4 separate regions of the Mus musculus genome follow, and all the other regions are linked to region 1. A link is a contact called in public HiChIP or PLAC-seq and promoter capture Hi-C data. All regions are on one chromosome and are shown on one strand. The core of a region is the stretch at or near the end of the contact, and the rest is flanking DNA. Distances in the headings are between cores, read along the strand shown. Region 1 holds the start of Foxk2 (forkhead box K2). Region 2 holds the start of Sirt7 (sirtuin 7). Region 3 holds the start of Pycr1 (pyrroline-5-carboxylate reductase 1). Region 4 holds the start of Aspscr1 (alveolar soft part sarcoma chromosome region, candidate 1 (human)).

Region 1 (7,219 bases), core at 1,342-3,841:
AGATGGAACATACATTATTCGTCTGTGAAATTCACAAGAAGTCAGATATATTTTCCTTGCCTATCACGCACAAAGTCCTGGATCTACCCTGAGCACCACACGAGCAGGCATGGTAAGTGCCTTGTATCCCACCATCTGCTGTTAGGATCTGGCACTCAAGGTCTTCCTCAGAACTCTCAGGGTTTGAGGGGAGCCTTGAAAGCAAGGAAAGGAGACAAACCATCTCTCATAGTGCCTCACCACTTTCTAGTCTCAGCTGCTTCATGTCATCGCCAGCTCTTTATAATGTCAGTCATATTAATACTTTTAGCCCTTCTAATTGGTATCATGATTTTTGTTTACATTTATTTTGGAGAAAGGCTTGCCAACTATTGAAATGATCATAAACACCCTTCTGCTATTTTGTAGCTGTGTGTTTATATAAATCAGTGTTCTTATTGATAATCATAAAATCAAAATTTGCTGGAAGCCAGGCGTGGTGGCAGCACGCCTTTAATCCCAGAACTCGGGAGGCAGAGGCAGGCGGATTTCTGAGTTCAAGACCAGCCTGGTCTACAAAGTGAGTGCCAGGACAGCCAGGGCTACACAGAGAAACCCTGTCTCAAAAAAAAAAAAAATTGCTGGAGTACACATTAAATCAAAGTACTTGATGCATAGGAAGGTAACTCTTGAGTTCCAGGCCAGCCTGGTGGTCTACATGGTGAGTTCCAGGCCATTCAGGAATACATCGTGAGACCCTATCTCAAACAAACCAACTAATAAAACATATGGATCAACTCTGAAAAACATCAGAGATGCTCTATATCCTGCAGGATCAAATATTCTGCTGGGCGGGAATGGGGCATATGTGGGAGTATGGGCAAATGGGTCCCGAGGGCTCATTAGGCAGCTGGCCTTGCCAAAACCGAGAACTCCAGGTTCATTGAAAGACCCTGTCCTTGAAGAGGACATCCTGACATCAGTCCCTGGTGCTGCATGGCCCACAGTGGGATACATACACAGGAACAGATAAGCACATATATCCTATTAGAATACAGCGGCGTTCTCATCTGTAATAAATGCTTAAGTTTACATGTACATTGAAGAAGTGCTTTAAAATAAATATCTTTATAAGTGTTTGGTTTGGCCAGATATGGTGGCTCATTCCTCTACTCCCATCCCTTGGGAGGCAGAGGTGGGTGGCTCTCTATGAGTTCGAGGTGATCTTGGCCTATATAGTAAGCTCCAGGCCAGCCAGGGTTATATATGACTGATCGTCTTTCCCTCCCCACAGAAAACACCAAAACCAGCCACAAAAGCCAAACAAAGCAACATAAGTGTTGGATTTGTATGCTTACTTTACATACCTGGATAGCTAGGTGTAAAAAGTTAGATCTAGCCATGTTATAGATAGATGCTAGAGTCACATGGCAGAGCCTCAAACCTGCCCTAGGCAGTGCGCAGGACAACACAACGGTGTCAACAGTAATGGGAGGGCATTTCTTGTTCTTGACACCCTTTGTCCTTGAACTGTGTTTGTCTAGATACTCACCTAGTTATCATTTCCATAGTTTTCTGTACATCACCTACAATGCCTCAAATTAATATTTAATGAAATGGCTCTTTGCCATATTTATAGTACAAAGCATTTTGAACCCTTAGGAATTTATCCCGTAATTACAGACACATATGTCAAATAAGATATGTAAATGTTATAAAGACTGTTTCCCATTAAATGTATTGCAAGTTTAGACATAGAATGAATTAGAACGCAAAATGTTCCCATGCCTCTAGTCTGGGGCCTCTGTTTAGAAGCTCTTGGCTAGAATGTCCACTTTATCCTATGCAGCTTAAGTCCAGACTCTCAACCTTTCCACTCTCCCTGACCTGAATGAACTCCTTTTGTGCATCAGTGAGAGAACACTGCGTCCCATCGCCTGCACCCAGGGGCCACCATATTGGTGTGACGTTCTTTATGACCACGTGCCTCTCTTACCAGAGCTAAAGCAGGTGCATCCACTGCCCTTCGTTCCTGGGGAAGAAACTAGGGGTCTCAGCTTCACCTCTATGTTGGCACCGGCTTCTGGAGCCCCTCACAGCCTGCTCGATCTGCATAGCTCTGCTCCTCCCACGGGCCCGCGTTGTGGTTTCTTTTTTAATGGGAGAGATGGGATCTCTCTATCACACATACACAGATTGGAATAAAGCTCAGATTTGCAGTCCTTGGTATGAATTACTGAGTGCAGAACTCTATGCATACTGGGGTAATTTCTGTCACATCCCTGTGACATACGGGTCGATGCGGCAGGTTCCCGAGCAGCGCGCCTGACTCTACGCAACCTAGGGCGGAGTGTGAGAGGGGCCAGCGGCTCCCGGGGCGCACTCGCGCCCGTCGTGACCTTGGACCCCCGCTCAGTCCGCGAACGCGCGCGGCCCCACGCCAACTCCTCACTCCGCCCCGGGTTTTCCGCGCCGCCGCGGCCAACCTGCGTCGCGCGACGACGCCGGACGTGCGGGCGCTCGGCGGCGCGGCTCCCCATTGGCCGGCCTCGGTAGCCCCACTGCGTGCGCCGCGCCCATTGGTCGGCGTGCCCGTCCGTCGTAGGGCCGGCGCGCGGCCGTGCGAGCTCCCGCCCTCGCAGCTCTCCTCGCCGGCCGGCGGTCTCCGCGACCGTGCTCGGCTCGCGCGGCCCACGACCGCGCCCGGGCCTCGGCCCGCTAGGGCGCCCGCGCGGATCGGCCAGGCCTCGCAGGCGATGGCGGCCGCGGCGGCGCTCTCGGGCGCGGGCGCCCCTCCCGCGGGCGGCGGGGCCGGGGGCGGCGGATCCCCGCCGGGCGGCTGGGCCGTGGCGCGGCTCGAAGGCCGCGAGTTCGAGTACCTCATGAAGAAGCGGTCGGTGACCATCGGCCGCAACTCATCGCAGGGCTCGGTAGATGTGAGCATGGGCCACTCGAGCTTCATCTCGCGGCGCCACCTGGAGATCTTCACGCCCCCGGGCGGCGGCCATAGCGCGGCCGCCCCGGAACCCGCGCAGCCCCGGCCGGACGCGGGCGGCGACTTCTACCTGCGCTGTCTCGGCAAGAACGGCGTGTTCGTGGACGGGGTGTTCCAGCGGCGGGGGGCGCCGCCGCTGCAGCTGCCGCGCGTGTGAGTGGCGGGAGGGGGGCAGTGTCCTGGACCTGACCCACGGTGGCTACCCAAGAGCAGGGAGGGACCCTGACCCACAGCAGCCACCCCCGGGGAGGGGCGGGACCCGCACTCAGACCCACTGCCCATCATCAGGCAGGACGCAGAAGACCCACGTCAGCTACCCATGAGCAGGGTCAGACCCTGGACAAGACCTGGTCCCCATCAGGGAGGGATCCTGATCCGCTATCCGGGAGCAAGGAAGGCTAGACTCACCACCAGGACCCATTCACTGCCCATAACCAAGACCTGACTGATTCTGACCTACCCTAGTTTAATGCCCACGACCATCACTGGGATCACAGCCCCCCAGCGCTCCACCCGGAGTATTTAACATGCTGGCCCACTCCTGTCTGCCCTCCTACTGCCAGGTCCCCTGCACTGGTATTCTAACCCACGGCCCTTTGTCCAGTCTGACATGGGACTCTCAGAACACAGACCATCATTTCTGCCATCAACCCTCAGCCCTCCCTGCCATCATCACCAGCGTTGGTGGGTGGAAGTTTTATGGGTGCTCTGTGCCTAACCATCAGGGAGGAGGCACCCAAGGGAGATGCTAAGATGTGTGTGGTGGAGAACTATCTAAAATGAAGGGTAGATACCTGGTACCTTTTTTTTTTTTTTTTTTTTTTTTTTAAATTCACGTTTCAGTAGCAAGATATTTTGGAGGTAGCGTCTTAAGCCTAACAATTCTCTTTCCCCAGTGTTTTTGTAGCCTAAAAACTGAAAACTCCCAAACATGAAGGATTAGAAGCCTGTCTGTCCAGAACCTTAGAAATCTGGGAAAACTGGATACTAATTTCAACCAAGTAATCTTTAAAAAGCATTTTTAGCCAGGTGGAGTGTATTCAACCTGTAATCCCAGCACCCTAGAGGCTGAGACAGTAGAAATTTGAGTTCCAGGGTAGGTTAGACTGTGGAGTAAACTCTAGAATAGTTTGGGTTGCATGCTGAGACGTCGTCTCATAAAACAACAACAACAACAACAAAAAAACAGAACAAAGGGTGTTTGGTTTTTAAGGAATTATTACAAGATTGTGTAGAATAATTACAAAATTATTACAAGGAAGCCTCATAGGGAACTGTCAATCACAGCACAAAACAATTTCAATTTGGTTCTGTGGTTGGATAAACTTACTGTTTATTGTGCTTGAAAAACAACTTTGCTTTCCAGGAAATGCTAAGTATTCCTCAGGGTCCCTCTCTAGATCAGTGCTAGTAGAGCTTTTGCCACAGACTGAAGGTTTTTTAATTGCTTTCAGTTTTTGGAGATAATAGCAAGAGCTGTGTTAACTTAGGTTTGATGTGTCTGTACTCCATATTTCTTAGCTTTGGGAGGGTGTCCCAGCATGCACCACTGTGCTTGGCTACAAAGTTCATTTATTTGTTTGTTTGTTTATTTATTTAAAAATATTAACAGTCTCTGGTTAATAGCACTTGTTGCTCTTGCAGAGGACTTAGCGTCAGTTCTTAGCATTACCACTCAAAACTATTTGTAACTATAGCTCTAGGCATCAGATACCCTCTTTGAATGCTGTGGTCACCAGTCATGCACATAGTACACAAACATATGTGTGGGCAAATACTCATACACATGAAATAGAATAAATTTAAAATGACATTTATTGCCAGGTGTAGTGGTACACACCTTTAATTCCAGTACTTAAGAGGCAGAGGCAGGTGGATCTCTGAGTTCAAGGACAGCCTGCTCTACGTAGAAAGTTCATTTTGTTTATATCTGTGCCTTGCTTGCATTTGCTACAGCACAATGGAGGCCAGAGGACAACTTGCTGGAGTCAGTTCTTTCCGCTGTGTGGGTCCTGGGTGTCAGACTCAGATCATCAGATGTGGCAGCATGGGCCCTTACCAGTAATTTGTCTTGCTGGCCTACAAGCTATTTTTTATTGTTATTTTTAAATTTCAAATTAAATTAAAAACTTAGATTAAAACTTGTGAGTATGTGTCTGTGTTGGCGTGTACACGTGAGGTAGGAGCCGTCAGAGGATCCCTCGGTAGCTAAGTTAAAGGTTGTTACGAGCCATCGGACATAGGTGCTGGGAGCCAGCTCCCAGAATACGTCTGTGCACCACGTGTGCCTGGTGCCGTCACAGGCCAGAAGAGGACTTGGCATTCCTTGGAGCTGGAATACGGTTTTGAGCCACTGTGTGGGTCCTGGGATTTGAACCTGGGTCCTTTGGAAGAACAGTCAATGCTCTTAACTGCAGAACCAACTCTGGCCACCCAAAATCTTTTTAAGTTTAAACAAATAGGTATCCGCACACACTTAAAAGAGTGTATAATGGAAGAATTGTGCTGAGGCTGACAGTCTAACTATGACAAGGTGACCTTGAACTGGGGACCTTACTGCCTCCACCTAGGAACTGGTATACCCTACAGCCGGTGTAAATACTCTTGTTATTTTGTTTTCAAATACATTGCTTCCTGGGTAGTCTAGGTAAACTTGGCCTTGAACTCTTAGTCTTCCACCCCAGCTTTTTTTTCCCTCTGGAGACAGGGTTTCTCTGTGTAGCCGTTGTCTTGGAACTTGATCTGTAGACCAGGCTTGCCTCACTCAGAGATCTTCTGCCTCTGTCTCCAAGTGCTGGGATTAAAGATGTGCACCACCACTGCCCAGCATCCACTAACCCTGAGTGCTGGGATCCATGAGCTACCATGACTGACTCACTCTGCTTGCAAGTATTCTTAATGTTTCTGTCTATGGCTGGCCTTATATCTGTTTGTTTTTGAAGTCAGGGTATCTTTGTAGCCCTGGGTGACCTGGAACTTGCTCTGACTCTATAGATCAGGCTGGCCTGGAACTCAGAGATCTGCCTACTCTGCCTCTAGAGTGCTGGGATTAAGGGTGTGCACTGCCGCCGTACTGGTTGATCTTGTATTTAAACCACCACAATTTTATCCTAGTCCAGTTCTTATGTTTGCATTTTGTAGTTTACTTTAACAATTCAGAGAGGTGCCAGCATCTTAGTGCAAGCCTTTAATCCCACCCAGCACTTGGGAAGAAGAGGCGGGAGGATCTCTCTTGAGTTCTAGGCTACCCAGGTCTACAAGTGCCACCCTGTCTAAGAAAACACAATTCAAAGGTAATTTGGAAGGATATGAAACCAGTAATTGTGGTTTAAAATGTGATTAGTTCATTGAAATAATATATACTGTATGGACTTGGCATAACAATTTGGATAGGACTATTTCTAACTATAGTTGGAAAAGTATAGATTTCTTTGCGTGGCTGGTGAGCCCAGTGCCCACTGTAGGTGTGTACTTGGGATTCGGTATGCATGACAACGACAGGTGCTTGTGTGCTTTCTTTTCTTTTCTTTTTAGATTGATTTATTCCATGTATGTGAGTACACTGTAGCTGTTATCAGACACAGCAGAAGAGGGCATCAGATCCCATTACAGATGGCTGTGAGCCACCATGTGATTGCTGGGAATTGAACTCAGGACCTCTGGAAGAGCAGTCAGTGCTCCTAACCGCTGAGCCATTTCTCCAGCCTGGCATGTATATCTTCAAAAACAAAAATCCACAAGATTCTGTAGACCCTTGTTTTTCAGCCAAGTATGCAAAGCCATGTATAAGGGAAATGTAACTTTCTGTTTGTTTTGTTTTGAGATGCTGTGACTTAGGAGAAGCCCTGGTGTTCCTAAGTTGGGATCTGTAGGGTCTCCTGAAGGTGGGTGGGTGGAGGGAACCTCCCAGCTTGGGAGAATCTGTACCCTGGAGCAGATGGAATCCAGCTGGAAGGGTGTGCAGGCACAGGTGTGGGTTTGTCTGTGTGGATTTGGTGGAACATGGCTTTCACTTTAGTGAAATGTCCCCCATCGGCTCAGACAGTTGATGATTTGGTCCCCAGTTGGTGAGGTTTAGGAAGTGTGCCTTGCAGGAATATGTCATTAAGGGCAGGCTTTTCAAATAAAAAAGCCCCGTCTAGTTTTGTATTGTTTTGTGTTTTTTTTCCACTGTGCTTTAAGCTCATGGTTCAAGATCTGATCTCTTAGCTTCTTGCTCCTGCTACCTTCCACCACAGTGAGTTT
Region 2 (7,219 bases), core at 2,817-5,316, 630 kb before region 1:
ACTGCTCACTTCAATATACATATTCCCATGGAGCTCTGAGATGGCGGTCCGGGGCAACCCACTCCGCAGGTGGAGCCCATCACAGTTCTGAGACACCACGTGTTGCACCTGGAAGACAGAACGTGGTGGCAGTAAGTAAGGTGGCAGGAGGAAGCACCCTGCGGCAGTGGAGTTATTCTAAGCCCAGAGACAAGGGACAAGGTTCCTAAAACAAGGAGGCAACTCAGGAAAGCCCTGAGGTAGAAAGGCGCCATGTTCTTTCTCTTCTACTAACTCTAATGTACTGGGAGCAGCTAGGAGGGCAAGCATCTGTCCTGGTCCTGCAAGCTGAGCAGCAGTTTGGGGCACTGGTCACATAGGGTGGGCAGGACTACACACACCTTGGATCGATAACTTCTTGGGTCATCCATCATCTTTCATGTCCCTTCCCCCAAATCCCAGGCATATCTGCTTCCCCGCTTGCTCAGCGGATCTCTGGAAGTTTCTGTTGAGTCTCCTCTGAAGCTAGGCTGTCGTCTAAAGGCCCTGAATGGAACCTGAATACCACAGCTATTCTTCCTTTTTTTTTTTTTTTTCCGAGACAGGGTTTCTCTGTGTAGTCTTGGCTGCCCTGGAACTCACTTTGTAGACCAGGCTAGCCTCGATCTCAGAAATCCGCCTGCCTCTGCCTCCCGAGTGCTGGGATTAAAGGCGTGCGCCACCACGCCCGGCTACAGCTACTCTTCTTGAAGAGAAAGCAGAGCAGGGAGCACACAGATGTCCGAGCTACTAGACTATTTATCTATCACAGGGCTGACTAGGAGGCAGGATGGCTTCCCACCTGGGCACTGAGGTATAGCTCTGGGTTCTTTCCAGCTTTTTGTTTTTGTTTGTTCTTTTGTTTTGTTTTTCCAAGACAGAATTTCTCTGTGCAGCCATGGCTGTCCTGGAACTCACTCTTGACCAGGCTGTCCATGAACCCAGAGACTCCCCCTGCCTCTGCCTCCCAGGCACTGGGAGTGAAGGTGTGCGCCACCATGGCCGGCTTTCTTACCAGCTTTTGCTCATGCAAACGGGTGATGCTCATGTGGGTGAGGGTAGGCTCCGCTTCGCTTAGGTCGGCAGCACTGTACGGTTGGAGAAAACAGAGGTGAGAGGGCGGCCAGATGACGCAGCTCGCCTCTAATCGTGGGAGAAAGCTGTGACATGCTCACCTCACAGGCCTTCCTTTCTGAAGCAGTGTCCATACTCCATTAGGACCCCGATAATCTGGGATAGAAGCTGCCTGCACATTCGGACAAAAAGAGATACCACAGGTACTGCAGTATTCCCCACAGAGGACATGCCTATAAATCAGTGTCTGTCCCATCCACTGCTGACCTGACTCTCAAGTGGGATGCACCCCAGTATGGCTCTTTCCCTCCATCCAAGTGACTTTCTTGTCCTGCCTGGACCAGCTCACCCTTCCACATACCAAACAGAGAACCCTACTCTACTTCAAGATCCTTTCTAACAGTGAGCAGCTGTGTCCACATCTGTCTTGAACACAGAAGGGGACAACTGGTCAGGCGCATCAGTGTCTGAAGGAACAGATTTTAGAGCGCAGGTCATGCTTAGCAAATAGCCCCGGGAGGAAGCGCTCTGTCCACACACTTAAATCCTGCGGCTCTGAGGTTTTTATTCCAACTTAACATAAAACCTCTACAGACAGATGAGTGTTAAGTCATTTTCCACGAGAGACAAACAACCAACCAACAACAACAATAACAAAAAAGAAAACCATCTAGAAGCCAGGAGTCTTTGGATCCTGGCTGGGGAAGCCCTGTATACATTGTTGCTTAAGAGCAGAGAAGTGCCCGCCCTGGCAGGTAATTCCAATACATCGAGGAACCTCAAACGGTGCTTAGACCGCGTTTAAGAGCTGCAATTGGTCTTTAGTAGCCACCAGGTTTGCAGAGTTACTGCTGTAGAGTCATAACTGGATCATCAGATGGCTATGAAGGGCTGGGCCCCACATGCTGCTGTCCTTGATGTCTGAGATGACGCAGCAAATGCTCCTGACATTGCTCCTGGGCCACTGTCCCCACAATTCCCTGCAGAGCCCTACTCAATGCCACCACAGCAGCAAGGCCACACTAGGGCTTTCCAGTTCTGGCATTTGTGTCTGGCCCTATAGTTGTTTTTGCACCTGTGTGCTTGTGACTGCTGGCTGCTACCTTTGTAACAAAGGTCCTCTTTTGTCTGTGTATGTGTTTGTATTCGTGTTTGCATGTGTGCACATGTGTGTAGAGGTGTGCGTTACACGTGTCAGTGTGTGAAGCTCACGGTCCACCTTAACTATTTTTTTTTTCTTAACACATTTGTTGAAGGGGACGTCGTGCAAGGGTCATGATGCACAAGTAGAAGTCAGAAGACACCTTGTGGCGGTCAGTTCTCTTCTGTTGTGTGAGCTCTGAGGACCGGACTCATGCACCAGGCTTGGTAGCAAGTGCCTAAGTATTCAGTGAGCTTCTCACTGCCTCCCCCACCTTTGTTGTTGTAGTTGTTAGTCTCTCAATGCACCTGCAGCTCGTGGATCTGGCTAGGCTGCTAGCCAGAGGGCTTCAGGGGGGCTTCTGAGCTTATCTTCCCAGTTCTGGGGGTTACAGAGTGTGGTACTGCTCAGCTTCTTCACATGGATTCTGAGAGTCCAAACTCGGGTCTTCACGCTTGCATAGCAGGCACGCTACCCACTGAGCCATCTCTCCAGACCACCTCAGGGCTTCTCAGAATAGAAGCCGAGTTCGCCTGAGGTCAAATATTCAACTTCAAAGCTAGTCATCCCTCAGCCTTCCCAGGAGAGCTCTCAGAGTCAAGAGGACAGCATTTCTCAAATGTACCTATTGTACCAGGACTCTGTCTGGTTTTTTTTTTTTTTTTCCCCGAGCCAGGGTCTTGCATGGAGCTTCGAGCCAGGCTGCTCTCAAGAGTTTGATCTTGATCTTCCTCCTCTACCAGGCCCCACCTCCTGAGTCCTGAGATTGGAGATTTGGGACTCGACACTAGTTTTCCATTTATCTTTCTTCAAGGAGTACAGGCTCAGGAGAAAGACTAGGGCTCCAGTTTGTCCACATCACGTAAATCGATCAATTTGTCTGCACTTTAAGGGAGAAGGCATTAGCAGGCAGTTGGCTACTATGCCCTACTACTGTTCCATGTTTGATTGGCAGTCAGAAACTACGCATTCTGTAACTCTTTGACTTAGCTTAATTATTATTTATTGACTTATTCTTTAGCCCTGGCTGACCTAGAACTCCCTATGCAGTCCCTATGCAGACCAGGCTGATCTTGAAATTACAGAGATCCTCCTGTCTCCCAAGTGCTGGGACTAAAGGAATGTGCCACCACTGTCACGTTGCCTTAGTTAAGTCTTAAATCTAGAATTGCTTCGGGTCTCTGAGAAAGGACACCTTGAAGTTACTTCAAAGGTGAGCGAGATTTTGAACTCCAGCACTGTACAGCCCGAGTTTGCATCCCAGAAGGGGGCGCCTCACACCCGAAGCAACGCGCAGGCCCTCACTCACTGTGCTGATTCCAGCGCCCGTGTAGACAACCAAGTGCCTGGCACTTCGGACAGCTCCGGCCAGTTCGCGGACCTTCCTCCGCAGCTCCTCCGGGTCATCACACACCTGATAGGAGCCAGGCTGGTTATTGCCGCCGCTCGCCTCCCGCAGCCCGCCGCCCAGCACCCGCTGCCCGCGACTCGCCTCCTCCTGGCGGCGCTTGAGGCCCTCACGCCGCCGACTTCGACCCTGCAGCTCGGTCACCAGATCCTCGCTCTCGGCCAAGAGCCGGCCCTCCTCCGCGCTGCGCTCTGCAGCCGCCTTCCTCAGGATGCGTGACACCTACGGACGAGCAGCGGGTGAGCGACCGCGCGCGCCGGCGCGAGCGCGGGCACGGCAGTGGCTCACCTGGCGGAGGCGCTCCCGCTGCTGCTCCTCCCGCAGCCTCCGGACCCGCTCAGCAGCTTTGCGCTCCGAGCGGCTCAGACCGCCACCGGCTGCCATCGCTCCTTTGACTGCGCTTCCGGCTTCCGCTTCCGCCTCATCCGGCAGCTACAGAGACGCATGCGCGGGCCCGGCCCTTTCCACCTCTTCCGGCTCGCCCTTCCCACCCTTGCTCCTTCGGGATTTCAAAGAAATACCACCAGATCTCTTTAAAAGGCGTTTATTGATCATATACAAAATAAAGAAAACCTTATATATCACAAACATACACTATGTACAGCAATAAATACCCGGGGGGCCAGGCCCAGTGCCGCCCCTCCTGGACAATAATTTAGCAATAAATACTGCGCAGGGCACGGGTGGGCACCAAGGCTGCTGCCTGCTGAGGCCAGGAGACTGATTGCTCTCCAAGTCCAGGCCTCACCTTGCAGCCAGATCCCCTATGGCCCTACCCAGGTGCAGGAGACAGGGTCTCACCTTGCAGCCACACCACAGCCCCTCCTCACTTGGATGTTGAAGGACCCTCACCCCATTTAGGGTACTCTCTACTAACCTTCCCCCTGGCTTCAGCCCTGCAGGGCAGGCAGGGGCTGATCAACTCTGCTTGGACACACCTCTCAGCACCAGGAGACCAACAGAGCTGGACACACAATAGCCCTTGTCCTGTTGCCCTAAGTTGCCAGGAGAAGGCTTTCTGTACCCATTCCCATTTGGTTAAAGGCTTCAGAGACTAGCAGACAGAGAATGGGAGGAAAAGTGGGGTTGGGGCATAAAGTTGCTGGAGGGGCCAAAAGCCCAACGGGGGCCCTAGAGAACAAGGAAATCTTATCAGGAACACTTCCTAGAACACTCTACCTCACACTTCCAGAGACACCCGTGCTATATTAATGCCGTTGCTCCAGGGGCAGGGTACGTATGTGTGTAGCTGGCCCAGCAGGTATAGCACACACCTAGGACACACGCCAGGAACAGGCAAACTGTGAGCAGCTACAGCGAACCCATGCCTCTGTATGGTACCGATCTGTCCTCTGTTCCACAACTGCTCCCAAACCAGGCGGCCAATGGCACTGAGAAAATATGCCAAGAATTATTCAGTGGCTTCTGGGGAGATTGTTAATGTGTTGGTTCCTTTCACTAAACCACAGCCTAAAAAAGTAACTCAGAAGATCCCAGAGGGGAAACAGTGTAGCAGGCTGTGGCTCAGACATCCCAGCTGCGGATGGGAGCTTTAGCCAAGTGGCCACACCAGAGAGGGAGGTAGCAGGGAAGTGGCCTCACCATCTCCAAGTAGTTTATCAAAGCTGCAAACCCTGGCCCTGATCACCAAGGCTAACAGAGCACACATAGAACTGAAAGATGAGCTGAGACCAGCCTGCTGGAAGCCGGGTGATGGTGGTGATCCCTGTTAACACAGTGTTGCCACTGGCTCCCTGCACAGCAGGCACCACACCCAGCTGCACACAACACAGGGGGGACTCTCTGGGACCATACTCTACAGAGGAAACTGTGGACTTTCTTTGAAATCTGAGTGTCTATGTCCAAGGAAGAAGTCAGGCAGAGTCAAGGTAGGAGGGAAGTCACACATTATGGTTTACTTAGCGGAGAAGTTTGGGAGACCTGGCCTCAGCCCAAGCTCTCCATTCGCTGTGTCAGAAAGTCAAACACAACACCCTCACAGTAGGAAAACGGAATTAACAATGATCAGAGAAACAGCCAACAGTCACAAATGGACACAGGATTTACTGTCAGGAAATCAAGGGCAAGGGACAGGGAGTGGAGCTGCAGGGCTGGCTCAACAGGGAAAGTTCCCCAGACTCAAGAAGCAGGTGCTGCAAACCTGAAAGCCTTGAGCATAGCTCTATCCTGTTCAGAAGCAAAGACCTACTACTCCTGTTTAACACATACCCAGCCGCAGCCTCCTCTTCCTCATCCTCCCAGGAGGCTGGACTGAGGCACTGGGCCATTCTCAGCTTTACACAGCAGCCCAGCCAGTACCAAAACACTCAGAAAGCCTCTCGTCCTCCAGGCATGGGCACGGTCCACACCAGCTCTGCTGCCAGGCAGCACTTCTGTATACCAGTCACAGAACCAAAGGGAGGGGATGAGGTCATCTGGTAACTCAGAATCAACAGTCCAGATTCCCACTCATATCCAACTCAGGCATCAATGGGACTGTCTGAGCACCTTGAGCCATAGTAGCCCACCAAAACGCCAGGGTGGCACAGGTCCTGCTTTCAGAGCCCTGCACGCTGCGTCAAACTGAGTAAAAATCCTGCTGCCTACGAGGTAAAGGCCTGTCAGGCCAGTCTTTCCTTTCACCAGACCACATTTCTGTGCTTTTCAGGGATCCAGGGGCCCCAGAGAAGACACCAGCTATGTCAGCAGGAGGCCATGTGACCGCCCACACAGGGATGTAGCCTCTTGCAGGTGGGTATCCGCTTATGAGGAGCTTCCTGAGCCAAGCCTGGAAGGTGGGCAGCCTCCACTGGAAAGGTGGGGTGAGGAGGCAGGCTTGGAACCTGCAGAGAAGCACCTCCAAGTCGAACAGCGGATCCCTGGAAGACGCAGATCCTGAAGGAGGCAGAGTGAGGGCCCAGAGCCAAAAGCTGCGGACACTGGGGAAGAACAGACCTGGCCCTAGGGCCAAAGCCCTTGTCTGGCGATGGTGGAGGCCTCCAGGCTCTCACAGTGACACAGGGAAGAATGGTTGCCCTCAGTGGGGCCCCCGACCAATCTGCCTGGGAAACAACACCCCACAGAACGGGGCTTCAGAAACACGTGAGTGACAGGTCTCCCAACCCACAAGGGAGGGCCCTGGGGCGGAGACCCCAACGAAGCCTATAGGAACTAAGCTGAGGCCAGAAGGAAGACGGCCAAGGACAGGTAGGCCACAGCCCTGTGGGCACCCACAGTGACACCTTGGTCCCTGCAATGTCACCACCCAGGGCCAGAGGTGGTGGATGTGGAAGCAGCGTGGGGGGCCGATAGCTCCCAACTTCACTTACTCTGCCACTGCCTTAACCCAAGCCCTAGACCCACAATGCCAAGCAAAGGCTCAGAGGGACCACGTGGCAGAGGAATGGAGAAGTGCAGCAGAAGGTAAGCCGCAGGCAGGCCCCGGTACCCCAGGGGAGTACATCCTGCCCAGGTCCAGCAAGCCCGCAGAAGCAAAACCACAACAAAACCCAAAAAAAAAAAAAAAAAACCCAAATACGCACACACACAAAACACAGGGACAGCCACAGGTCAAAGGT
Region 3 (7,219 bases), core at 1,203-3,702, 620 kb before region 1:
TGGCTGCCCCCTGTGACAAGAAACGGGCCGGCTGGTGGCAGTAAGGAACCTACCACTTACTGACTCCCCTCTCAGGTGTCCCCAGTTTGGGTTTAGCTAGGAACAGCTCCCACCAGCATCTCAAAGCACTGACCAGGAGGGCCTGGGCCCCGAGGCGGACTGCCAGGCGTCTGGGAAGCCCCATTTTCACACCACCGTCAGCCAGAGCATCCAGGGCTGTGAAAGCCTGCGTGCAGGGAGATTGCATCCTCAGCCTCCTCTCTGGGACCCAGAGCAGGGTGCAGCAGAGACAGAGGCACACAGAGCCCCTGGGAACTGCCCACAGCCCCGACCACCCATCGCTCCAGTGCTCACATAGGCAGGGCCGCTGCCACTGAGCCCTGTGACAGCATCGATCAGATCTTCCTCCACCTCTGTGCAGAAGCCCACGCTGCCCATGAGCTGCTCCACAAGCCTGCCATCTTCCACCTGAGCGTGAGTACCTGTGGCATACACAGTGACCCCCTCCCGTACCACGACCGGGGTGTTAGTCATACATCGGATGACTTTGGGGGCAGGTTGGAACGCTGTCAGCTTCTGGAAGAGGAAGAGAAACCAGCTCTATCATTCCTGTGGTGGGTGGTAGCCGTTTGTCCTCATCCCAGGTATGGAAGTGAGCATGGATGTGCTTCCCCTATGGAGCACTTCCTGAGTTCTTGCTGCAGGCTGGGCTGCTACACCCTGTGCACAGGTACAGAAGCCGGACACCAAGAGCAGAGATCCTGACCACATGCTGCACACCCCCTCTGCAGCGCTATTTATCTGGCCCGTGGCACCCACCTTTTCGATGGAGTTGATGGTGACCCCTGCCGCACAAGACACCACAATGTGCCTGTCCTCAATGTTCGCCCCAATTTCATCCAGGATGAAGGGGATGATGTGTGGCTTCACAGCCAGGAAGAGCACATCACTGTGGCGCACAGTCTCTTTGTTGTGGGGTGTCAGGTTCACCCCTATCTTCTGCAGGGAGGGGTGCAAGGAGACCCAGCTTGCCTCATGGGCCATCTATCTGCCCACAAAGCTGAGAGCCCTGTGTGTAGTGAGGCCCAGAGGCTGCTGGGTGAGATGGGAAAGGCACTATGCCCTGGAATAGGTCCCCTTTGAAGTAGAAAAGGGACATCACAGACTTCTAAACCACAGCCCAGCCCAGCCCAGCCCACCTCGGGCAGCAGTCTCTGCAGCTGCCTGCCTTCCAGATGTGGGTGGTGGTCTCAAGCTGGGAGCCTGGCCCCCCATCCCCCAATCCTTAGCCTGAAAATCCTGGCTGAGCCATACCAAACAGAAACTGTGTCATCCATCATCATCACCCTAGCCAACTGTTTGATCTCCATGCTGCCTGGCCTTCCGGAGGCCTCCATAACCCCCATCTAGGTAACCCCATTCCAGACTAGCACTCTCTCCTACCAGCTGTATTCACGACAGGGCAGGGGAGCAGTACCTGCGGGTTCCCAATGGCAGATTTGTGTCTCCTACTGGAGTCAGGTGTGCAGCAAAACTAACCCTAGACCCAACTCTAAAGAGCTTCAGGCTTTCAATCTGCTTTCACCTGGCACCTACCCGGAGGGCCGAGACCGTAGCTTGGTCCATGTCTGGGGAGCTGGCCATTATCTTGTGTGCAGCCAGAACACCTGTAGGGGACAGAATTCCTCCCTCAAAGCTAGTTCTAGCCTCTCAGCTCCTATGAGGGAGACAGCTGAAGCATCCTTCACCTCCTTTAGGGAAGCAACCCCAAACATATGGCAGCTGTCATTTCCCAAAGGACTGAGGCCACTAACACAGACACTCCACGCTAGCACCCTCCCTGGCAGCAGCAGAATTTACTACCTGCAGCTGTGAAGCCCTTGGCTAGAGCAAAGGCTAGCTGCCCTGCCCCGATGAAGCCTACGCTCATGTCTGGAGGTCCACGACCCACAACTTTCACAGCTGACGCCGGCTCTGTAGGGCAGCAGAGAACTGTACCGACAGGACGGAAAGAGAGACGTCGGGTGGGTAATACCAAGTCTGGCCGTTCCTAGCAGCCAGGTGCTCCCCAACCCCCACCCCAGCCTGCTTAATTTCTATGTTGCTCCTCGGCTGGCCGGGTTGGGAAGTTGTCCCAGGTACCCCGACACCCCGTACCACTACCACCCGCCGCCCAGAGCCAGGATGCCTGGTCTGCAGCTGAAGGTTCTGAGCCTTCTGCAAAGGGCTCAGGGAGCCAAAAGGAAAGAGATTGATTGAAGGGGAGGGTCAGGAATCCAGCGAACCCTCAACATCCAAGTCTCCAGCTTATTTCCCAGAAGCCCCAGCCCCTAAGCCTTCATTCCAGGAGTTCCATCCCCGAAGCCCCAAGTCCCGCTACCCACAGCGTGGATATTCGGGTACACACACAACAGACAGCCCAGCCCTTCTTGCATTCGCCACGCGGCACCCGCGCCCACCGGCCCCGCCCTCACTTCATTTCAGCCAATGAGCTGTGCGCCCTGTGAGAGAGCTAGCCAATCCAGAGCTGCAGCTGGAGCCTTGTGCATTGCATCATACACAGGGCAGGGACAGACGCTCCTCCTTGCTCCCTCCCTGAGGTGAGCAGTAGTTGCGAATACAAGTCAGTATTCACAAAAGCCACGGGTCCCTCCTCTGTTGTCTTTTTGCAAGTGTTGTTTTTGTTTTTGAAAGCTAGGTACCTTCTGCAGCCACAGGCCCGTTAACTTCCCAAACCACCTCCATCCTACAGTACCTCAGCTCTCCAACTAAGGGTTTTAGAGATATTGTACTCTGGGCATCCGCAACCTCTTAGAGGAGTTTCAGGCCCATCTGCTGGTCTTGAAGCTGCAGAGCAGTCTGAGTTCACACTCTGCTAAAGTACATTTGATTCCAGTGCCTACCCCTCACCTTCCCACCTCACCCCACTCCCCAACTCCCTTAGAGGTGGCTTGCTTATTTTTTTTTTTTTCTGTTTTGTTTGTTTCCTTAGATAAAGACAAGTTGCTTTAGAAAAGTAAATTTTAAATCACTAGGAAGTTTCCAGCCTGCAAGATTTGGGGAAGGAATTTCCATCCCTTCTTCTTGGCCCTAATGACCACCACCCAAACGAGGAGACTGCTCTGTGGTGATAGTGTTCACTGTGTGGATGGCTAGTTCAATACTCAACCTCTAAAAAGAGAAGAGCTGGAGAAGAAGAGCTGTGCCAAGTTGACAGCTCAAGTCTATGCACAAAGCCTAGAAGTTCAGTTTCCCAAACTCAGCTCCCAACTTGAGATGCTTCCCAGGACTAGAGAGAATCCTCAGTGCTTAAGAGCATGTTATTCTTGCAGAGGCCCTGGAATCTGTTCCCAGTACCCACATGGCAGCTAACTATCCAGAATTCCTCTCTAGGGATCTAACACTGCCTCTGAACCCCTCAGTCACCAGGTATGCAAAGGTGAGCATGCGTACATGCAAGCAAAACACTTAAAATAAACTAAATTTTTTAAATGTATGCTTTTCTCCAAGTGATAATAAACATCACTCCTAAAACAAAGAAAGACAGTTCTGTCATCTAGGGAGCCCCAGAAACCTTCTCCCATTTTCTTCTTGAGTCTTAGCTCTCACTTCCCCTGCCTTCTCTAGCACCTCTGAAATTTAGGTTGGATGTGATGCTGAGGGCAGAAAGCTACTGAACAGTGAGGATGCTGGGGACTTAGCGAACATGCTAGAGTTCAGAGTTTTGGCTGGTAACAGAATAAAAGGGACACCCCTCAAAAAAATCAGTCAAAACTCGGTGAGGTATAATACATCAGTAATCCCACCTCTGGGGAAGTCGAAGCAGGAGGATGCCCAGTGGGAGGCCATTTTAAACTACACTGTGAAACCCTTGTCTCCAGGCGGAATAAAAGAAAAAGGAAAAACAGAAGGCGGGTGTCATGGCTTCGTGGTGGGGAAGACAGCTTGCTTCAAAAGTCTAACAACTTGACTGAATTGGTTGTCCCAAACCCATGTAAGGTAGAAGAAATAAACTAAGTGTACAGCGTGGTCTTCTGGCCTGTACATATGCACTCTGATGTCCCCATCACACCTACATCATACATGTATAATACTAATAAATAAATAGAAGCAGTCGGGTCCCTCTCTAGGCAGGATGAAGATGGCTGACACAGTCCCTGACATCCTGGTCTTCTGATGTGTAACATTTTCATTACCCAGAAAACCTGCAGACTCAAACGCTGCCTATGTCTGCCCATCCCAGTAAAAGACACTGGCCCTAACTCACTTGTTGGCTGTGTGCCCTGGCCAGCTGGCCAGCTGCAAGAGCCCACACAGTACCCCACAAGGCCAGACTCAGAGCCTAAGGTCTTAATGTTCTCAATTCTACTGCCCAGAGAGTGCAGCGGCCCCTCTGCCTATGGTCTGGGCCCTGAAGACCACAGTGTGGGGCTTTGGGAGCCTCGAGGAGAGAAGAGACTAAGCTAACACTGACCTTCTTTCTTTGCATTTGGCCTTCTGAGCCACCCTAACCCGTCCCCTTTTTCAGAAGGCTCAGACAAGGCCCAGCCTCAGCTGTCTTCCAGAACTCAAAGTCCCCCGAAGGCCAAGTCCTCCCTCACAATGACTTGGTTTAGGCCTTCTCTCAGAGCATGCAGTGAGAAGGTAGCTTAACTGGTACAATCTTCCCTATACCCTGAACAGAAATGACTCCGGTGAGCCTCCCGTGGGTAGCCAGGAAAGGTAACAGGCCAGGTGAAACCAGACATCCACTTTTTATTTTCTGCTGTAAGACCTGAAGGACACTCAGTTGATGGGTTGAAGGGCTTCCTGGGATTAGTCCAGTCTGGGCTCTTGCATAGGAGAAGCTGGCTTGAGACTGAAAAACACCGGTGCTAGCAAGTCCTGGTGTTCAGGAACAGCTGGCTAACTAGATGTTTGAATGGAGGCCCAGTGACCAGGTTCCATGAACCAGGGGCTGCCCAGAGAGGCTCTTCACTGTGAGTCAATGCTGCCAGCCAAGCCAGCCTGCCAGAACCCATGGTAGATACCTCAGAGGCTTCTGGGTCATGGTCTATGTTGGGTGTCTGGACAGATATTCCATCGCTGTCATGACATCATCATCTTTCCACGGAGATTCTGGTGCTGGCCTTTGACATGGGGCTACCTGGAACCACAACACAGTCTTTTCTCGGTTTCGAATGGCTGTGGCCACTGGGATGCGCTTAGACATAGGTGAGACTCATGCTAGTTGCCAGCTTTCTCTACAAGCGATCACATCCATCCCCAAAGAGACTCTTCTGTGGGATCAGGCAAGAAGGAGGCTCCAGCTCCAACCTTCCTTCCAACGGCCTGGCCCTGGTGTTCTTGGCTCGCTTTCCACCCATTTCAACCTCAGGAAGTTGCCTGATTTCTAACTTATATCACCCCAGCTAAAATGCTATCTCAAGACCAGCTCACCTCCGAAGTTCATTAGCTTTAATGTTCCCATCTGCACAATGGATTACAACAGTACCTGTTCCAAAATGTCCCCATTTGGTACAGTGACTAGCACCCAGCCCAATAATGGCCAGGAGACTGAAAAACAGGGAGACAGGGGGACTGAGAGTCACTAGCCACCCCCTTCCTTGTTCAGGGCCTCCTGCCCCTAGGTCCTTCCTCTTTGCCTCCCTCAGTGTGCTAGATATCCAAGAGCAGAATCGTCTGAGCCCCGAACACCCCTCTTGCTTCCCTATGTCTTAGTTCACCTTGGTCAGCTGTAGGTGCTCTCAGCCAGAGAGAAGACATGGGTGGGCCATCACTGGCCAGGCTACAGGGTGGGCACGAAGCGGATCCTCTGGGAATAAGCGAGGTCAACAATGTAAAGGAGCAGGTTGACGTAGGTGAAAATAGCTACCACCAATTGGCTGTCCCAGGGGCAGCTGCCTCGCAGGCAGTCCGCGGGCCGCCCTGGCTCCCCGTACTTGGGGTCAAAACAGAAGACTGGCCAGATGACTGCAGCGCTGAGGTATAGGAGCACAGCCAGGAACGTATACACTATCACTAGGCGGTCAAACGGGCACCCCAGGCCTGCCGTGTGTCCCATCACGCTTAGGACCACCACAGCCACTGTGGCCATGAAGCACAGGCTGTAGACAGCCACACACCACTGTGTGGCCACGTAGCGCCCGTAGCGACTCTCGTGGACAAGTGCTCCAAAGATGATGCAGGCCACAAAGGCCTGGACGATCTTAAGGAGCCCAGACACTGTAGCCATATAGCTGGCTACCTGACCTGGCCGAGCCCGAGTCAGGGCCACTTCAGCCGCATAGGCCAGGAAGAGGAGTCCTGCGAAGACGCTGGCTGCCAGGCGGAAGTTTCGTACCATGCATCCGGCAGGCTCAGGTGGGCACTCCAGTCGGGTGAAGTACAGAGGGTAGATGACAGCGGCCGTGGCACACAGCAGGGTCGCCAACATGGCGAAGGCTGCTGTGAAGTTGCCCCAGGAAAGGCGCAGGCAGCTGTGAAGCTTTGTGAACTCACAGGCTACCACCAAGACTGAGAAGGCAAAACAGAAGCCCCAAGCAGCCATGCAGAAAGTGCCCTGGACACCCCCAAAACCACCTCGGTGAGCAACCAAACTGAAAGTGGTACAGCCAAAGGCCAGCTGCAGCATTCGGGCTGTACCCACCGGCGAGGTCACAGCGCCTAAGTGCAGGTATGCACCCCCTGGGGGCTCCATGGTGCTGCCCATCTGGCTCGCTACCTCCCAGCCTCACCCTGGGCCCAGCTACCCTGGGGGTCTGCCCAGCTGAGAGACCTCTGTCTTCCGCGGCAACAGCAGGTGCTGGCAGTCTGCAATGGCAGTGTTAACAGTGACATTGCAGCAGAACAGCCTCTCTGCTGCCTGGGTTGGGAGCCCTCCCCCCCAGCGCTATAAATAAACAGACTGATCAGAGCCCCGGAATAGCAACCTGCAAGCTAGTTCCCATTCTAAGGGACATTTGACCCCTGCATCCCACAAAAAGCCCCTTTCGGGACTACAAGTTAGCCTCTGGATGCTAGACGCCCACCTCCTGCCTCTGACGCACCTGCATCTGTCAGTCCGGTCAGTATAGTGTGGGGGAGGGGCTGGGCGAGAACAGAGAGTAGGGGCTCGCCCTCTAGGGATCACCGCTGAGGCGTTGAGCAACCTCTGGGTTTAGTAGGTTAGGGAGGAGGAGAAACAGCAGGGGGTTCCAGAAGGCGTACGCGACTTTGT
Region 4 (7,219 bases), core at 2,726-5,225, 590 kb before region 1:
TTGGGACAAAAGGCCACCACTGCTTTTGTTTTTGATTGTGCAGGGTCTTCCTATATGGCTGTCTAGAACTTGCTGTATAGCTGAGGTCACCCTCAGATTTAATCCTGCTTTTGCCTCTCAAGTGTTGGGATTACAGACAAGTGCTACCACAGCTGGTGTGTGCATGCCCTGCATCATGCGCTCATGAGGGTAGAAGTTGTTTTGGGAGTCTGTTCTCTGACTCCACACTGGGTTCTGGACTTTGAATTCAGATGTTGTGCGTGTATGGCTCATTGTACCAATTCAGCTTTGCTTTCTTACTCTAAAGCCTCACTCTGCAGCCCAGACTCCCGGGGCCTCACAGTGTATTTCAGGCAGATGGCAAACACATGACAACCCTCTTGCCTCAGCCTCCCACATGCTGGGAGGTTTGAGCCACTGTGCCTGGTTGTACACCTCTTATTGTTGATTGTGATGATGTTGTTAAAGCTCTGAAATGCTTTTTTTAAAAAATTTTAAAAATTTTTTCTTTTGTAGTGCTAGGGTTCAAACTCCAGATCTTGCAAATATAATCTACAGCTCTATTCTTGCAACATCTCTTAAAACAGAAAATTTTAAAAGAGCACTATAACTGAACATTCTCACTGCGGAAGAGACCTTGTATTGAAAGATGCAGATTTCTTTATTTTATTTTTTATTTCTATCTTTTGAGACAGGGTCTTTCTAGTCCTGGTTGTCCTAGAACTCACTATGTAGACCACATTGCAAGATTTCAAATGTAGAGATCTCCCAGTCTCTGCCTCCCAAGTGCACCTCCAAGCCTAGTCCTAGTTCATATTCTATGTATTAGAAAATGTCCTTGTCCCTAGGAAGTAAGCATTAAAGAAGTATTCAGTGTCAAAGAAGTACAATGCATCCAACTTACTCTTTACATTTATTTATTTGCATGTGTATGTGTATGCTTGTGTCTATGTGTGTGAATGTGTGTATGTGTGTGTGAATGTGTGCATATATGTGTGTGAATGTGTACATATGTTTGTGTGAATGTGTGCATATGTGTAAGTGTGTATGTGTGTGTATGTGTGTATGTGTGTATGTGTGTAAGTATAAGCCATATGCTTGCTGGTACCATCAAAGGCCAGAACAGGGTGTTGGATCCTTGGATCTTGAGTTACAGAGAGTTGTGAGCGTCCTGATATAGGTGCTGGGAATCAAACTCAGGTCCTCTGGCAGAGTCGTAAGAATTCTTTTTTGTTGGTTTGTTTGTTTGTTTGGGTCAGATATGCTGTTTAGCAGCTGTCATCTTTGCACTTGGAGGCAACCAGTTCAAAGTCAGCCTGGTCTATACAGGGTGAGACAGTCAATGATGGTGGCACATGCCTGTAATCCCAGCAGTCATGCTGTGGAGGCAGGATCAACAATAAAAGGCCATTTAGGCTACAGGAAACCTTATATAAAACAAAACAACAGAGACAAACACAAAGAATTTAAAGTTACTCCTCACAAGAAGCACAGCAGCCAGCGTGAAGGCAGTCATAATGACTAAATTTAGGTCAATTTAAGCACGAAAGAAACAATACTCAAACCCTACAATGAAATGGAAAAAAAAAAAGGCATGAGGGGCTAGAGAGATGGCTCAGTGGTTAAGAGCACTGGCAGTTTTTCCAGGTGTTGCAGGTTCAAGTCCCAGCACCCACATGGTAGCTCATAGCTATCTATAACTCCAGTTCCAAGGGATTTGATACCTACTTCTGGCCTCTACTGGAACCAAGGGAATGCATGTGATATACAGACATGCTTGCAGGCAAAACTTCCACACATATTATACACACACACACACACACACACACACACACACACACACATATATATATATATATATATGTTTTTTTGTTTTTGTTTTTTTGAGATCGGGTTTCTCTGTGTAGCCCTGGCTGTCCTGGAACTCTGAAATCTGCCTGTCTCTGCCTCCCAAGTACTGGGATTAAAGGCATGCACCACCACTGTCTGGCCACATATAAAATATTAAAAAAGAAAACCTAAAAAAAGAAAAAAGAAGGGCTGGTGAGATGGCTCAGCAGGTAAGAGCACCCGACTGCTCTTCCAAAGGTCCTTAGTTCAAATCCATGTCCCAGCAACCACATGGTGGCTCACAACCATCCGTAACAAGATCTGACTCCCTCTTCTGGTGTGTCTGAAGACAGCTGCAGTGTACTTACATATAATAAATAAATAAATCTAAAAAAAAAGAAAAAAAGAAGAAAACCCCAGAATTCACATTAATTTAATATATATGATTTTTTTTTAAAGAGAGATGTTTCTTTTTCTCTTTTTTATTTATTTTTTATTTTTTTTATTTTTTGGTTTTTGACACAGGGTTTCTCTGTGTAGCCCTGGCTGTCCTGGAACTCACTCTGTAGACCAGGCTGGCCTCAAACTCAGAAATCTGCCTGCCTCTGCCGCTGGAGTGCTGGGATTAAAGTCGTGGGCCACCACTGCCCAGAACCACTACCAAGAGATAGCACCACCCACAATGGGCTGAGCCCTCCCACATCAATCACTAATTAAGAAAAATGCCCCACAGCCAGATCTTGTGGAGTTATTTTCTCATTTGAGGTTTCCTTCTTTCCGATGACTCTAGCTTGTGTCAAGTTGACATAAAACTAGCCCGGACAACTGTCAAGGAAATAAATAAAAAAAACTCATTCATCAATTGGTGTTAAAACTGTTGCATAATAAATGTGGGAAGAAAAAAAAAAAAACATGGCATTGTAGTCTTAAAGAATTAGCCTATAGCTGACTAATTTACTACCCAAGGAAAGAGGGACCTTGATTATGGAGGATTCCGACTTTAACTTGAGCCTGACCATGGTCAAATTTCACATGCTCACTTTCAGAACAATCTGTATCTCTTGATGGCTGTCCATTTTTCTCACTGCACCTCTCTAAATGTTCTGCCAGAGGATTCTAACAGTGGGACAGTTGAAAGAAAACAGACTTGAGGGTTTGTGAGGTTTTGTTTTAAATGCTAGTGTGTAAAAAAGAAAGGAAGAAAACCAAAGGGGACCCGGGAAGGTGGGCAGCACAGTGAGGGTCTAAGGTTGCATAGAACACGCAAACTCTTCCCATTCTTTTCCCCATGTTTGTCAATACACACGTGTGACACAGATGCTGTATACCAGCTTCTCCAGTCAGATTTGGAGATTTTTACAACAATCCCAAGGACCATAGGCAAAGCATTCTCCTTGAAGTCATGGTGACAAGCTAAGAGAGGGCCTGAAGTCAACAAGATGGCTCAGCAAGTAAAAGTGCCACCAAGCCTGGTAACCTCAAATGAATCCCTCAGTCCCACAAGGTGGAAGGAGGGAACAGGCAAGTTCGCTGACAATGCACACAGGTACCATAGCATGCCTGTACCTGCTCTTCCACAGACACACAATAAAAAAAAAACACATAAAATATAACTTTATTATTATTGTTGTTGTTATTTTTTCAAGACAGGGTTTCTCTGGGTAGCCGTGGTTGTCCTGGAAGACTGTTGCTCTGTAGACCAGGCTGGTCTTGAACTCAGGGATCTGTTTTTGCCTCCAACATACTGGGATTAAAGGCTTGCATTACCACATCAGTCTCAATAAAATATTTTTCTAAAAGGTTGTCGCCATGTGACGATGATGATCACAGGAACACTTGAGAAGGGAGGCAGGATCAGTACTTAACGGAGTAGGTACAAAGGCTAACTCTGGTGTGCGCATACCCAGTACTTGGTGACAGACAGGTAGCTGTGGGCCCCAGGCTGGCCCCAGGCAGCATAGCTTTCTTGCAGGCAGCCCCCAGAGCTTGGAGGTTCCCAGGAACACGTGCCTCCGGATGAAGAAACAATGTCCCTGACAGAACTGTGCTCCTTCCAGGGAGGTGCCTTTGGTCCGCGCCGTCGGGACGCCATCAGGCTGCCTAATAGCAAAGCAGAGCCAGAGCGCCGGGGGCGGGCCCGGAAGCGAGTTGGCCCCGCCCCCGAGACCGCGTGGCTGTGCGTCCGGGCTGTTGCGGATAAAGTTGTTTGAGGCGAGCCGGCTGCGGTCACGTGAGCGGAAGATGGCGGCCCCGGCGGGCGGCGGGGGCTCCGCGGTGTCGGTGCTGGCCCCAAACGGGCGGCGCCACACGGTGAAGGTGACGCCGAGCACCGTGCTGCTGCAGGTGCGGCCGCCGGCCCGGGTGGGGAACGGGCGGATGGGTGGACCCGCGGGCCGCCCGGGGTCGCCGCATCAGGGCCCGCCCCTGCGGTTGCTCCTAGGGCGGTAGGGCGGGACCGGGTCCCGGTGGGCGGGGCCTGAGGCAGCCAATGAGCGCCTTTCGCGCGGCTGTCCGCCCCATCCTCTAGATCTGGGTCCCGGGGGCGGGGCGGGATACTTGGAGGCGCGTTTGCTGAGCACGGTGGGGTGGACCCCACTAACAGGGTCGAGCCTTGCGAGCCCCAGAATCTTCGGCGCTTGTCCGAATCCAGCCTTCTCGGTCACCGGGAAGAGTGGCGTTCCTTCCTGCTCAGCTCAGGGGCGTCCCTCCGGACCCTAGGGCCTGTGTTCCCGGAAGTGAATTTTGCTAAGTCACTCACGGCTTTTGATTGTTGCTGTTTGTGACCTCGTATGAATTACACCTGCTTATTAAACCTCTGTTGTTAGGTTACAAAGGCGTACACGATTCATATCTGTGGCAGGGCCATACAGAGTGACCTCCATTTGGAGCTGCGCTCATGTAGAGGAGGGTTCTGGTCATGCAGCAGTTGCACAAAGACTGCCGGGCCACAGAGTGGCCGTGGACACAAAGTTCAGTAAGGCAGATTATTATTTGTGGCTAGAGGCCTCGCAGAGCCTAGAACATGGGACCAGGGGTGGACAGGCTAGGCCATAGTTGGAGGATTAAGTCAATAATGGGTCCCCAGTAGGAGGGGAGAGAGTAGACAGGATTTGCATGTAGTTTGCTTGGAGCTGGTGAGTGAGATGTTTGGTGGGCTGGCCAGTGCGCCTACTATCAGTTGAGGTAGGTTTTACCGATCATTTGTCCCACAGGTACTAGAAGACACATGCCGGCGGCAAGACTTCAACCCCAGTGAATACGACCTGAAGTGAGTTTGCTTGGACTCAGCTGTGGGCTTCTCAGTCTACCTGGTCCTTTTCTCAACACATACTATCTCTGCCTTAGAAGCGCCCCCATAGGTACTTTAATACAACAGAAGTTTATCCTTGCCCAGTTCTGAAGGCAAAGTCCAAAGTGCCCAGAGTATGGTTGTGCCACCCCCCCCCCCCAACCGCCCCCAGATTCTCTGTGTAGCCCTGACTGTCCTGGACTTCACTTTGTAGACCAGGCTGGTCTCAAACTCACAGAGAGCCTTCTGCCTCTGCCTCCACAATGCTGGGATCAAAGACCCCACCCCCACCCCTGTGGCTATACTCTAGAATATTCTAGGGAAGAGGACTCATCTCTTTCAGCTTCTGGCTGTCCTGGTATTTCTTGGCTTGTGACTGCATCAGTACAACTTCTGCCTTGATCTTCAAACGGCCCGAAGACACAAGTCACTGGGTTTAGGGTCCTCTGGTTAGTCCAGGGTGACCTTATTTAATTTACTCTCTTAACCTACATTCATAAATACTTGTGACAAATAAGGTCATTTTCACAGGTTTTAGGGGCAAGAACAGTGATGTATCTTTTGGGGAGCACTGTCTAAACCCACAAATGCAGGGTTTTGGCTGTCTGTGTAAATTCCTGGTAGGACAAAGGAATGGCTAGAAAGCTGTAAAGGGATTGTTCGCCTCCCAGCTGCTGTAGTCCTCCCATGTCTGGGTCTCTGGGTCAGGGTGTTAGTACAAAGAGAGCAGTCCTCCACCAGGTCCTCGGGTCTGAGGCCATAGGAGGGATGCAGGTTTCTGTCTTAAGTAGAGCTTTTATTCTTGGAGACATGTTTTCACAACATTGTCCTAACACAAGAAGCCCACTCTCTTGGCCTTTCCCATGCTGTCGTGTGGGCTTTCTAGGAAGAAGTTTCTTGGAAAAGATACCTATATCAGGCCATTCCAGTCTCCGGCTCCCGTTCTGGTCTTCTAAGAATCCCAGAACATGTGCTCTTGAGTGGCCAAGCCATCTAACAATATCCTGCCACAAAGCTTTGTGCCAGCTCTGTTCTGTTAACCTGCCCATGGTCCACGTAATGGTGTCTGGTTGGAGCAATGACTATAATTTGAGCCAGTTCCTCTACAACACTACATTAGCTCTGCCCTTGTCTCCCTTTCCATCCACTGACTGTAATTTGTTTAAGAACTGCTCCCATTGCCCTGGCTGGTGCCTGGCTGTAAACAGAGTGGCCTCTTCTCTCCACCCAGTGTTCTCAGCTCTTAGGCCTGATGTCCTGGTTCCCACTAGCATTTTCTATGGCAGTTTGCTGGTTTTGAACCTATGTTGAGGGTTCGGATCAACCATGGCTGATCCCTGTCAGCCGATGAGAACTAGCTGATGAGGTGGTCTTGTTCTCAGTTTCTCCCTCTCTCTCTCTTCCTCACCTCTCCTCCCCATTTTCCTCTTTCCTTTTTCTTTTGTGAGAACCTATGTAGGCCTGGTTGGCCTGGAAGCATTGTTTAGACCAGGCTGACTTTGAGCTCACAGAGATCCTCCTGCCAATGCCTCCTAAGTATTGAGATTAAGGGTGTGCCACTGTACCTAGCTCATTGTCAGCTCTTCTAAACACCCTTGGGCTTTATTAACAGGTCCTGTCCAGAAAACTCTTATTTCCAACAGTGTCTTGCATTTATAATGTTGGGCTAGTCACTTTGTATATTCAAAGTGGTTGACCATGGACCATATATTAAAAATTCACAGCCGGGCAGTGGTGACGCACGCCTTTAATCCCAGCACTTGGGAGGCAGAGGCAGGCGGATTTCTGAGTTCGAGGCCAGCCTGGTCTACAGAGTGAGTTCCAGGACAGCCAGGGCTATACAGAGAAACCCTGTCTCGAAAAACCAAAAAAAAAAAAAAAAAAAATCACAGATTTATCTGTCTAGTTCTGTCGTTTCCTGTTGTCCTCCCCCATGCATGTCTAGTAAGTTTTGTGTTGTCAGAGCTGTGGGTGGAGCTTTTCTTGGGCATGTGAACTGTAGCCCCTATAGTTCTCATTCCCAAAGTGTCTTGGGACCTAAGGGGGTCAAGGATGAGGAGGCTGTTGGGTAGAGACTGGCCCTTCCCTGGGTGATTTCCC

What was found. Promoter capture Hi-C pulls out the DNA fragments that hold promoters and counts their contacts. HiChIP or PLAC-seq counts read pairs in DNA pulled down with a chosen protein or histone mark.
Region 2: a contact with region 1 is called in a promoter capture Hi-C map of erythroid cells, with 7 times the contacts expected there. The contact joins the promoter of Sirt7 here to the promoter of Foxk2 in region 1. A contact is called at or near these places in 1 of 39 promoter capture datasets (erythroid cells) and 1 of 115 datasets of contacts at active chromatin or transcription factors (the SCID.adh cell line).
Region 3: a promoter capture Hi-C map of pre-B cells shows a contact between it and region 1, with 2.1 times the contacts expected there. The contact joins the promoter of Pycr1 here to the promoter of Foxk2 in region 1. A contact is called at or near these places in 2 of 39 promoter capture datasets (liver and pre-B cells) and 1 of 115 datasets of contacts at active chromatin or transcription factors (the SCID.adh cell line).
Region 4: a contact with region 1 is called in an HNF4G HiChIP or PLAC-seq map of pancreatic cancer cells. The contact joins the promoter of Aspscr1 here to the promoter of Foxk2 in region 1. A contact is called at or near these places in 1 of 484 Hi-C or Micro-C datasets (embryonic stem cells) and 1 of 115 datasets of contacts at active chromatin or transcription factors (pancreatic cancer cells).

The regions. Positions count from the first base shown.
Region 1 is chr11:121,257,396-121,264,614 of GRCm38.p6, forward strand. It overlaps Foxk2 (forkhead box K2), which reads left to right and starts at 2,592. Exons shown (of 9, transcript NM_001080932.3): 1 at 2,592-3,127. The coding sequence starts at 2,736.
Region 2 is chr11:120,620,948-120,628,166 of GRCm38.p6, forward strand. It overlaps Sirt7 (sirtuin 7), which reads right to left and starts at 4,067. Exons shown (of 10, transcript NM_153056.3): 1 at 3,930-4,067; 2 at 3,726-3,863; 3 at 3,543-3,647; 4 at 1,194-1,264; 5 at 1,034-1,106; 6 at 10-108. The coding sequence starts at 4,025. It overlaps Mir6936 (microRNA 6936), which reads right to left and starts at 3,929; the gene lies at 3,876-3,929. It also overlaps a transcript of Mafg not described here.
Region 3 is chr11:120,641,296-120,648,514 of GRCm38.p6, forward strand. It overlaps Pycr1 (pyrroline-5-carboxylate reductase 1), which reads right to left and starts at 2,453. Exons shown (of 8, transcript NM_001348222.2): 1 at 2,385-2,453; 2 at 1,864-1,992; 3 at 1,597-1,667; 4 at 820-999; 5 at 355-576; 6 at 134-226; 7 at 1-10. The coding sequence starts at 1,930. It overlaps Myadml2 (myeloid-associated differentiation marker-like 2), which reads right to left and starts at 7,042. Exons shown (of 1, transcript NM_026751.1): 1 at 4,736-7,042. The coding sequence starts at 6,712. The coding sequence ends at 5,789.
Region 4 is chr11:120,668,998-120,676,216 of GRCm38.p6, forward strand. Aspscr1 (alveolar soft part sarcoma chromosome region, candidate 1 (human)) reads left to right here and starts at 3,976. Exons shown (of 16, transcript NM_026877.2): 1 at 3,976-4,173; 2 at 5,043-5,098. The coding sequence starts at 4,072.